2 separate regions of the Triticum aestivum genome follow, and region 1 is linked to region 2. The links are chromatin contacts, called in public HiCAR-type maps. All regions are on one chromosome and are shown on one strand. Each heading gives the region's core, a stretch centred on a gene start, on an enhancer-like site or on the middle of the called end of the contact. The rest is flanking DNA. Distances are from core to core; before and after follow the strand shown.

Region 1 (6,021 bases), core at 158-2,657, 310 kb before region 2:
CCTTATACACATACTTCTGTTTAATAGCAAAGTCTGTTCCAGGGATTTCAGACGGCTAAGTTTAGCACTCCAAATTGATTACTTAAAAGGTTTACCTTAAGTGCTAGAGTAAAATATTAGATATAGCTATAGTTCTCCTACCGAACAAATAAGCAAGAAAAAAATGCCAAAACTAAACATCCAGTTTTGACATAACTTAAACAAACATATCTGAAAGCATAGAGGAGCATGTGGCAAGCACATCATGCAAACATAATATTTACCAAACGAATTAGACCTGTTGGCTTTTGAAAATTCTTGCACATCAATTTGCCTATTCTCTAGAATATTTTTTTTACCAAAAATATCACACCACAGATCACTGATGTGAACTATGATGTCTGTCTTGAATAACTCTAAATTTCTAAAACAACGGAGGTTATATTTCTTTTTTCTCACAATACTAAGGAAATAGAAGTCAGCCACATCAGTTATTTGAGCATGACAACTAACCAACTCAGCCATATCCTTAACATGTCATCCCTAAAATAACAAAAACATTCATAAAATTGCATATAACTATTTATTTTTTCAAGCAATCAAGAGAAACTTGTAAATAAGTGCGATTGCAATATACCGTGGACCATATACTTGCAAGCTATCCGAATTTCCAATTGGGACAGAAAAAGACAATCTAAAACACACCAAATCATGTCCCCCTTTTCTATATATATGGACTTATCAGCTTTGATCCATGTGGTTTAGAATCCATCGGATCAGTTCCACCGACCCTAGCTAAACCAGTAGGAATGGAACTACGCACTACGCAAATTACAATCGCATAATGAGTAGATTAATAAACGAAGCAAGGAACGGAGCGAGGGGTGGCCGAAGGCTTACGCGAGGATCCACTTGCCGTTGAGGAGGGTGAGCGCCTCGGTGGGCGCCGGCGTGGGGTTGCGCGCCTCGAGCTGCGTGATGAGCTCGACCACCTCCGCCCGCGTCTCGCTGGACGCGCGCAGGCCGCGCTCCGTCCCGTACAGCGCCGCCTTGAGCTTCAGCTTGAGCGCCGCCACCTCGCTCGCGGCCGCGGCCGCCTCCGAGGGCGCCTCCGCCACCGCCGTCCCTCCCACCGCCGGCTCCTTCCCCCACTCGTCGTCGGCGTCCACGGGCGCCGCCCGCGCCGCGACGACGCGCCGCGCGGCCCGCAGCGACGGGAAGCGACGGGCCGCCGGGACGAGGAGGCGGCCGCGGGCGGCGGTCGCCCCCGGGGCCTGGGGCGACGGCGCGAACAGGGACACGGCGTTGAGGGACGCTACTCCCGCCATGGCGCGAGGCTCGGTTCGGTTCGCGTGCTCCTCTTCCTCTGCGACGGTCTTCCTTTTTTTTTTCTCTCTCGGCGATGCGCAATAATTTAATGCCTTTAATTTATGGCGCCGCGAGTACTTGTAGAGAGGAGAGACGTGTCGAGGCGTCGAGGTGCTTGCGGTGGGACTGGCGCGGGATGCGTTGGTCGCGTGGTCGCCTGAGAGTGCGCCGCGAGGTGCCGACGGGGAGAAGAAACGTGGGCCTGAAAAAATGGCTTGGCCGAACATTTGCGAAATGAAATGGGATGGTGTTTGACTGGATGCTTGCAGGCTTCCAGAGTGATCTGGATCTATGCGAGCATGCGAGACGTGCACGCTTGGGGTCCCCACTTCAGACCTGCGGAGCACCTCGACGACTGGCGGTCCATGTGTCCTGTCCCATTCTTCCTCGCGTGTACAGTTTTGTTAGGCCAAGTGTTTATTATTTTTTCCAAAAAAGGTATTTATTATTTTTCCCTAATTCTTTCTTTTTATTGTTTTTCCTTAGTTTTGACGTTGCTTGGCTCTGTCATGCCCAACTTAGTTTGTAATATCGATAAAAAAATCAATTTATAATATATTTTTAAAGAATGCAATGTAGTAGCAGACCGGCGTTGCTTTTCTTTCGCAGCAGCGGTTCGTTCATGCAAGAGGCTAAAGGGAGGCGGAGAAGTTCCCTTGGTTAGCCGTCGGCCATGCCGTGGGCCCCTCCCCTCTTCGCCGGCTGATGCAGCAGTGGGAGATTTGGGGAGCCCTGGATTTGTGCCCTCGGTCTGTACATACTAGGGATAGTGTTTCAGGTGTCAATGTTTTGATGTTGGCAGCGGCGGCACAATGAATAAGTCTTCCTCGATCTTAGCCTCATCTCGGTGTTTTCCTCAGAGGCGGCAATGAGGTTGGTGGAAGCTAGTGCAGTGGTGTGTTAGCGTTCGGCGTCGATGGGCTTCTTTGCATCTTCTGGACCTTGAATTTGTTGGCTCTCGTTGGTGACGACTCCTCGACGCGTTCGTGGTTCATGAAACCAGCGCAAGTGGTGATGCAATGCCAGTGTGGCTTCTCTCTTGCATGCTGGTCCTACTCGGCCGATGATGGAGACTTCCCACTGTCAATAATCCATGCGCATAACCAAGGTTATCGTTGGCTTCGGGAGAGAGCGATGGCAGCGGCGCGCCCTCATCCCGTGCTGGGTTGCTTCCCCATGGTTCTGCCTGGAATTCTCTACTTTTATGGGTTTGTGTTGTACCACTGCATAATTTCAACATAGTTATGGGTCCTATTCGCAAAAAACATACGAACGTTACTCATTTAGATATAGTGCAGAATGCTCTACTAGTCATCACACCATCCGCTAGGGCCGTACCGGTCGTGGTGTATTAGTGGACGTGACTATTGGGAGATCATAAAGAAGGTGACTCGAGCATTGCTTCAATTCTAGGGTGAAAACCCGTGTTGTGCCCCTAATTGATCGGACTCAACATCGATGAACTTGTGTCGTTACCTTGATGAAGGTGACGCCTACTCGCTGTTTGCTAGCTTTCACTAGTTAGTCTCAACAATCAGGATGAAAGATCCTTGTCTTGGTTGTCTTTGGCCGAACGTGGCGAGGACGGGACAAGGGCGTGTATCCCTTCTTGAAGACGTTGTTGTGTAATAAGTCATACTTAGTCGTAGGTGTTAATTTCATATCTTGTAATGGCATGTCGTAGTTATCTAAGTTATGTACTCTATTTGTTGATGTGTTTGGCCTCATTGTATTGCATCAACTTTAAGAAAAATGGTTGTGTGCATCACAATGATGCAGGGGTCAGAGGTTTCAATCTCCTTACTAAAAAAATCATATATACATGCATGTAGATAAGGATATAATAGATGATGTCAGTAGGAAACTTTCATATTTCAAAATTCAGAATGTTTTATCTCCGAAATGAAAAGTGGGATTGCATGCATGTAATCATGAGTATCAATGTAATGTTATGCATGTATTGCAATTTCGTTATATGGATGCATTATTGAATGTTGATACATCAATTTATCTTTGTCATGTAATGTGATGAGATGTCATCTACAAAATGCTATCATGATATTAAACACTGGCATAACACTGAAGGAGAACAATTATTTTGACTTGGGCAATGATACTAGTGCCGGGTAGGAATATATTCCCACCACTGGTAATATATACATGAGTGGCTCGCAAGTGCATCCACTCACCACTTACGTCTGCTACTTATAGTCGTTCTTCGTTCGCCACTGGTGGTGTGTTCTCCCCGTCATGCATGACTCCATTTCATTGAAAGGAAACCAATTGGTCACACTATCATACCTCCAAAAGGAACATCCCTTACGGGTACCATTGGGAAATTAAAAGAACGGTCAAAACAATTTGTGTATAGGTGGTACAAAACACAAAGTACAAACTAAAAGTGTACTCTACTAGTGGGGCGAAGTTCCAAAGCCCCGGTTCTCTCATATAAGGACATGGCTTGAATCACCATCTGTGGGGTGCTTCTCGAGATATTAGAATGTGATTCTCGCGCCGTGAAGTGTACCTCCAACATTGGATTACGAAGAAAGCACATAGTTCACATTGTTCCACCTCTAGAGGTTGGTTCCAGTGGCAGCATCATCTTCAGGTTATAGAGTAGCAACACCATGAATTGCTCCACCAATTTTCCTCCCTCCAACTCATTGAGAAGATACTTGACAATTTCTCTAACATAATAACACCATGCTCTAGACATACTTTGTATTTAACCAACATTTCCTGTTAGAGACCAGGTCATTCTTAAAATTCCACAATCCACACAAAATTGTTGTAGAAACTAACTTAAATTGATTAAAAGATTCACCGGTTATCCGTTGAGACGCTATTTGTACAAACTCCAAATTATGAACATTAATGTAAAAAACTTCTTTACCCTCATCCCCTGAAACCCCGACAAGAATGCATTCACTAACATATGATCACATACTCAATATCAATGTAATGTGAGACATTCAAGTGGGTTAGCAATCCATATTCTCCTTAAGTTGTTTCTAGTCATAAGCTTGTTTTGATGCAACTACTACAAAAACACCTTAATCATAATGTCCAAAGTTAAAACAAACACAAACACCTAAATCTTGGGAGGCACCTTAAGGTGGAACACCTCTTAGACTTAACTATCCTTATCAACTGGGAGCAACTACCTGTGAAGGTTCTCCTAAAAGCGCAATTCAAATCACTACCGTCCCACAACTCAACTAAAGTTTTAGATTGTTCATTCGCTACGAAGTAGATGTACCAACATTGAGTGGCTAAAGTCGAGTAGCCAAACCATATATCTTCCTACATGTCATTTGAACCCCATGTTAACTGCATTAGATGCCAATTATGCCGCACCTTCCCATGAAAACACTAGATGTTAGGGTTTCTGGTATTGTATGTATCCTCAATAGCTAATTTCCGTTGAGGTCCCTCCCCAACAATGTACCATTTAATCCAAGATCCAATAGGGCAAAATTCAGGTTTTGCAAGTTTGGTACACATAAACCTTCGTATTCTTTCTTATGCACATATATGGCCAATTTGACAAGTGGATTTTGTGGTTTCTTCAGCATCACTCCACACGTAGTTAGCCATGTGTGCATAAACTAGTTGAATGGTCCATTTTGGGAATTTAAAAAAATGACAACATGTAAATGAGAATGTTGGCCAAGTAGGATCTTATCAACATTAACTTCCCTTCATAGGAATGGAGTTTTCCTCCCCGCCTAGTTGTTCAAGCTAGCATCTTATCTACCATTGGCCAAAGATCTCTTTTTAGTTTATCATGATGTAATGGCAGTCCTAGATATGAGTACTTGATACGAAAGTGTCCTTCTGCTCCCAAGCTCAAATGAGCTCGATGAACAGTAAAAATATATATTAAAAAACTGATTTTTTTTGTGACAAACATTGGCAAAAGTTTCATATGCTTGAAACAAATCGTCATGGAACATTCCAGTAAGGCGTGGCAAAAAAATTCAGTGCTCCCAAATGCTTTTGAAACTAGCATTTTCATAGTACCGATTTTGTTTTTTTGCCGCGCCTTCTAGGAATGTGATTCCATGACGATTTTTTGCAAGCAGTTGAAACTTTTGTCAATGTTTGTCATAAAAAAAATCAGTTTTTTTCATTTTACTGTTCACCCGAGCTCATTTGAGCTCGGGCTCAGAAACTCTGCGTCCTACTTGATAAATACTCCCTCCGTCACAAATATAAGACGTTTTTTGGTGTAGCTTACGGAGGAAGTGTAAAGCTAAACACTCATTAGCCTCCGTATTTTCGGGTGCCAACTCACTTTTATGATATGGAAGAAACCTGTTCAAACAGGTGAGAATCCACTTAAAAGTGAGGGCAATCTTTGGGCATGGCTTTAGGAATGCATGAAAAGAGGCAACAAACATTGCTTGAAGAAGAAAGGATCAATCTATGCACGCAACAAATAATGTACCTCTGGTTATCCTGATCATCAATGATCAATCGGTAGCCGACCGGAGGAGGCGGGCGGCCTCGTCCGCGGCCAGGAAGCAGACGGAGATCCAGCCGTCGAGCAGCACCCACACGTTGCCCGCTATGCACACCACCATCTCCCATGGCATTGCCATTAGCAAGGTCGGAGCTTCTACTCTCCCTCTCGCGCAGGCGCAGATAAACCAGCTCGCGAATACACCA
Region 2 (6,488 bases), core at 317-2,816:
CCGGGTCTACGATCATTTTGAAAAAAATACCTTACTAGAAAAAATTACCACGGTTTTTACATAGGTCATCGGGTTTACGGTGTGTATATTACCTTGTTATTAATACATGAGTTATCACCTCTATGATCCGTAAAGTTACCATGCTACCATAGGGCCTATGGATCAAAAACCAGCTACTAATTATGCACGCAAGTTTAGGCATTAACTCCTTCGATGGTCAGGTGATGATTAATTTTGCATGTAGTTTATTGTTGATGATTTATTCTTCTGGCTCCTCAAATCACGCATCGATATGCTTTTACGTGCACCCCCATAACAATTCACCTACTCACGTGCATGTGTGCATGCAATAACTCCAAAGAAAAATTAAACGAGTTAAAATAAGAGGGCTTAAAAATCCTGGAGAATGAAAGTAGATAACACAACTAACCTGCTCCTAGGCATGTGAAAGAGACAGACGAGATGGTTGGCTGCGTGTGCTATAACTAGTGGGTCGTGCGTCGACTCCCATTGTTGCGGGAGAAGCGGTCAGTCGCTGCCGCGAGATGCGAATCGTACGGTTCGTGGGTCGTTCGTGCTTGTTGCTGACGAACAGTCGGCAGGAAATTAGATTTGTCGATAAGAATAAGAAAGAAATAGGGGGACGAGAGCGTGATGGAGATTCCTCAAAGAAAAGAGAAAAAGAAAACATCGTGGAATGGTCAAAAGGGTGCGACGTGCTTCCTTTTACACAACAATTAGTCTAATTGACAATTTCAAAAAAATAAAAAATAGTCTAATTGAGCTGGTTAGTAAGTGTTTCACGTCAGCTGCTTGGTGTGGGTTCGAATCCCATATTCAGCATCAATTTGACTAAAAAATCCGTGTATATAGGGTCTACCAATAGATCTAGCGCACAGAAAAAATCATGATGGATCCAATCCAGAGAGAAAATCACGGACATCAACGTTTCAGGAAATCTTTCCACTAAATGCGCCATCAAATTAGCAACTTATTCAGATTTTTAATCTCAAACAAAGATCCACTGCGCATTAAATTCAAAGTGTTCGCAGTTTTAACAAAGACAAAATCTAGGTGAAATGGTTAGTGCGGAGGTGTGCGTACAGGGCGTCGCGGGTTCGATACTCATCCACGTCCCTTTCTTTTTCTCGCTTCGAAGCTGGTGTTAACTACCGTTCGATCCGTAATGAACGAGATCCAGATCGTTCGGATCTGTTGCAAACTGCCGGTCCGCAGAAATTTAGCATTCTCGTTATTTTATTATTTTTCTCACTGTCAGCATTACTCACACATGAAAATTGTTGGCGACAGACAGTTTGCTACTCCCTCCTTCCATCTATATAGGGCCTAATGCGTTTTTCAAGACCGCCTTTGACTATTGATAAAATTAATACTACATGACATGCATAATGTGAAAATTATATCATTGAGAGCTCCTTTCACATACGAATTTGATGATGTGCTTTGTGTAAGTTGCATGTCATATATTATTGCTCTAACATTTGGTCAAAGTTAGCCTCGAAAACCGCATTAGGCCCTATATATATGGAAGGAGGGAGTAGTTGTTACCCGGGCCCACGCTCCAGTGTCCAGATAAGCGAGCGCACTAGGGTCGCCGGTCGAAGCGGATATCCGGCATCGCCGCGTCTCTCACATAAACGCACGCTTCCATCGGGACAAGACAGCGGCGCGTAGCAAAGGGAACACGGCGAGGCCGGCGATGGATGTCAAGTGCCGGCGTCTGGAGGGGAAGGTGGCCGTCGTGACGGCTTCCACGCAGGGCATCGGCCTCGCCATCGCCGAGCGCCTCGGCCGGGAGGGCGCCGCGGTCGTCATCTCCTCCCGCAAGCAGGTCCAGCCACGCTCCCCTCCTGGGCTCTCGATTGCGTCGGCCGCGTGGTTTTCTTTCTCTGATCGAGTCATTTCTTGGCGCTGCAGAAAAACGTGGACGATGCGGTGGAGGGCCTCAGGGCAAAGGGGATCACCGTGGTCGGGGCCGTCTGCCACGTCTCCAACGCCGAGCAGCGCAAGCACCTTGTTGACACGGCCGTCAAGGTGAGATTTAGGCTATCTATTCTTAGTTCGGTGGTGGGGCGAGGAGATTCCGTTCGACAGTGCTGGGGCCTGGGGCTCTTGGGTTACAACGTTGTCAGATTCGTTACATAGGAGCTGCAGTTTTAAATAGATCGGCACTCTACAGTGGAATTTTCGGCCCGGGTGAGGTGTTGGTTTACCAGACTGTGAGTTGTTCCCAGAATTCTGCATACCATTCTTGTTGGCTGTTAGACAAAATAGGAGAGGGCGAAACTGCTATTCTGCGACCCTGTTTGTTTCAATATTAGGCAGCAGATTCTCCTAGGAAAAACCAGAAGCTGAAACAAACAGCTATTTGGAATCAGCTTGCCAGTGAAGCTGGAGCTGGATTCAGGCCATTTTCAGTGTAATTGCCTGAAGCACGTCCAAGTGTACTTCAGTGAAGCAAATCCACAGGTGATTCGTAGCCAACTGAAGTTGAAACAAAGAGGGCCAGTAGGGCGCGAATGTTCAGCTTGGAGGCTTGAAGTGGGACACGCTGCTGGCCGTTTGATTGCATGTTGCGGCCATGTGTTTGCGTTTGTGATGGAGACGTGGTTAACATGGAAGGACCAGTGGGTGTTGCGCAATATGGCTGTCGCGCTGTACCAGTATCCATTCTGAATAAAACTGTTTTCTTTTGAAACCAGAGCTCTCATTTGGAGAGCAGTACATGTGTATCCACAACTATGGCGGTCACTGCATTATTTTTGTTGCTGCTTAGTCCTACTTATTTTCTCTGCGCCTAATGATGTAGGAAGAGTTCATGGTTAGCATTTCATTTTGGGTGCATCTGAACTGTTTTTTTTTTTTTTGTATCTTACCACAATTATGAGCTGATAGTTTGTGCTCATATCTGAAATACTTTACTGCATCTGCATGTATACTTATGATTATTGCAGCCAGGTAGTATTGAAATGATTGTGGTAGTAAACAAGTTGTAATGTCCCTGGAGATAGAATGGGGAATTTTTTAGGTGGATAGAACATGGATTTTTGGATATAAGAGAGTTAGTTTGGGGAAGAAGAAAGAAGAAATAAGAATTGGGGAGCGGATATTTGTACTCTCATTTGATATGCAATACCATTACAGTAGAAGGCTTTATAAATTGACACATCCCCACAGATATTGACCTGAATCACGTTACCAGCATGTGACACGGATCTACAGATAGCGACCTGAATCACAGCACCAGCTTGTGACACAACCCCACAGGGTCTGAAGATCAAAATAAAGCAGTCTCATTTCCATCTCTCGCCCTTGCCATTTATGTCTTTTCTTAGCATCAACATCAGGGCGATCCTGCAAAAAGTCCATGACAAAAAATTAATTATGTTACTGCAGAATTTCGGACATATTGATATTGTTGTCTCCAATGCCGCTGCAAATCCTTCTGTGGATAGCATACTAGAGATGAAAGAGTCAGTTCTTGACAAGCTATGGGACATTAATGTCAAAGCTTCTATTCTTCTACTTCAGGTGAATTAATGCTGCATTCTAAATCCTATTTACATGTTCTATAAATAACTGTCTCACAAGTAATCACTTCCCATTTTCCTTATGTTAGGACGCCGCACCACATTTGAGGAAGGGATCATCTGTGATACTAATTTCTTCAATTGCTGGCTATAATCCTGATGCAGCTTTAACGATGTATGGTGTTACAAAGACTGCCCTTTTTGGTCTCACGAAGGTATATGCTAATCCTTTGTGATTGTTGTGCTAGTGCACGCGTATTAATTCATATCAAAATTGTAAAGAATTGTGTGTTAGTGTGGTTAATACTCACTTCATTTCGATATACTCCCTCTGTAACTTAATGTAAGACGTTTTTGCATAGACCATGGAAGCATCGACTTACTGAGAAATGACTTCTTAATAACTTATTGAAAGACCATACCGGAACCACCTATGACCTAACCTCTTCAAAGCATTTAAGTAGGGGTGGAGAGTAGAAGCGTTGTAAGAACTGCTCTTGGTTCGCTGAATGGACAGACGTTTTGATGATGACTTTTGCTTTCATGGATAGATATAGCGAAATGGAAGGACTATTTATCTTGATAAATATATTGTATATAGGAATATATTTGTCCTAGGCAAGTTAATTGATGGACTTGCTTCAGGGGAGAGCATATATATAGGTAATCCACAATTTTATATGAAATTTATCTCATCACATGAGACATGCTGCTTGTATGTGGTGCCACTTCGTCTTCAGAAAGCAAAGCTACCACTGACAGGGTGGGGCGATGCTCCTACAAATTAAGCAAAATTATCTTGTAATAACAAGTTCATAAAATTTACACTTTGAAAGCCCGGGAACTGGAATTTTGTGGCTATAAATAAGTGATTGGATGTCGTCACTTATCACCTTGAGAATGTTTTCGAGTTCGATTCTAGGTTCCCTCCAAATCCTTACACACTACAGACATGCTTATGAATTGAGCTATACTTTTGGACTTAAGGAAGCTGACTCTCATTCTTTGGCCCAACCAACCGCAGACCGAAAATCCAAAAAGTGTGTCAAGTGCACAATTAATCAGATTCAGTGATTCACATCTGGCAAACGCCTAACTGTAATTTAGTGTTTACGAATATGTGCACTGATGCACAAGCTCGATAGAGTTTAATAGATTAGCATGATGAATCTTGCATTCACACATATGGTCAGATATTGCACGTCTACAGTTTAGAGTACCAGATGCCATCTAACAGAACATTGTAAAGTTTCATGACAGCTGAAGTTGTATTACAAGGCGGTTTATTCCCATCACTGGGTATTCATGTTGTAACTTTGTGACCATATTTTATTGTTAATTGTGGATTTTATGTACATGTGACAACTTATGCATGTGTGCACATGATCTTGAATTTCCTAGTTGTGCATCTTAAAAAAAATCTGAGAAAAATTATGTGCAGCAAGTAAAACATGTGCACTTGCAAAAAGTGCGCACATACAAAAAAATAAGACTAATAATAAGTAGCACAATTTTCTGTTTTTTTTACCCATGCACATAAGATAATATTTGTGCACTTCTTTTTGCATGTGCGCTTGCTGCACATCATTTTTTTGATATTTGTTGTAGGGTGCATAAGTGTGACTTTCAAGTTCGTATGCAGTCACCCATAAGTGCACATATGTTTTTCCCCTTAAACTGTCAGGATATACATTGTTTTACACCTGAAGAGGAATTTTCTCCACTGACTCTGTCCATATATGTATCCTTGTCCAGGCTCTTGCTACTGAGATGGGCCCAAATACCCGTGTTAACTGTATAGCTCCTGGGTTTGTTCCTACACGTTTTGCTGGTTTCCTCACAACTAATGAGACCATTGTGAGTAATTTCTGATATCCATCATGCTCCTTTTCTTGTATATTTTGGTATATCTGATTGGTCATACTCATAACAAAGAGGCAAGACCCTACATCACTTACAAGTAAAAGTGAATCAAGAGGGCAATTGTACATTTTGAAAGTTTCTTGATGAATAAGATTCAGTACTAGCCACACATTTGCTGCCTTGTACTGCTGACACAAGCTTATACATAGAAAGCAAAAGCCTGCACATATAAATACACTGATTTTCTCATGAATTGTTATGTTTCCCAACTATACTGCAATTATTTTTTACGAACAAGAAAGTAGATGAACTTTATATTTGAAAAATGTTCAAATTGTGCAGCACTATTGCCAATATGGGATAACATTATAACTAACATTACTGTTGAAAAACGTGAAGGCACTATTTTTACTTTACACATGGAATGACCTCTGTCAAATCTCTGACAGCAAGGGAGCACTCAGAAAAATGGTACAGTTAAGACACAGAATGAACAAGAGATTAAAAAACACAACTCATTTTATACAGAAATATAATTAGCATGCTGTAGGTTTCATGTCCAAATCATCTCAAACGTTGTTGCACAAGCTTATCTCCAATCGGTGCTACCCCAACTCTAACACGTATATCATCATTTCAGACCCAATCCTTTCTTATGTGGCCACATATCCATCTCAACATGTGCATCTCTGCTACACCGAACTGCTGGACATGTCGCCTTTTAGTTGGCCAACATTCAGTGCCATACAACATCGCATGTCGAATCGCTATCCTATAGAACCTGCCTTTTAGCCTTTCTCGCACCCTCTTGTCACAGAGGACACCAGAAGCTTGCCGCCACTTTATCCATCCAGCTTTGATTTGATGGCTCACATCTTCATCGATATCACCATCCCTCTACAACATTGGCTCCAAATGTCGAAAGGTTGCCTTCTGAGGTACCATCTGCCCATCAAAGCTAACCTCCTCCTCATGCCTAGTAGTATTGAAACCGCATCTCATGTATTCAGTTTTAATTCTACTAAGCCTAAAATGGCATCTCATGTACTCAATTTCAGTTCTACTAATCCTAAA

The links. HiCAR-type assays count read pairs that join an accessible place to other places.
Region 1: a contact with region 2 is called in a HiCAR-type map of leaf, with 4 times the contacts expected there. The contact joins the promoter of LOC123111519 here to the promoter of LOC123111518 in region 2. A contact is called at or near these places in 1 of 5 Hi-C or Micro-C datasets (leaf) and 1 of 1 datasets of contacts at active chromatin or transcription factors (leaf).

What each region holds. Positions count from the first base shown.
Region 1 is chr5B:302,137,741-302,143,761 of IWGSC CS RefSeq v2.1, reverse strand. LOC123111519 (probable plastid-lipid-associated protein 2, chloroplastic) reads right to left here and starts at 1,407. Exons shown (of 3, transcript XM_044532326.1): 1 at 880-1,407. The coding sequence starts at 1,307. It overlaps LOC123111520 (a long non-coding RNA gene), which reads right to left. Exons shown (of 2, transcript XR_006454522.1): 1 at 5,801-6,021; 2 at 3,515-4,089.
Region 2 is chr5B:301,823,131-301,829,618 of IWGSC CS RefSeq v2.1, reverse strand. LOC123111518 (tropinone reductase-like 3) reads left to right here and starts at 1,566. Exons shown (of 6, transcript XM_044532325.1): 1 at 1,566-1,852; 2 at 1,939-2,055; 3 at 3,418-3,552; 4 at 3,641-3,766; 5 at 5,307-5,408. The coding sequence starts at 1,721.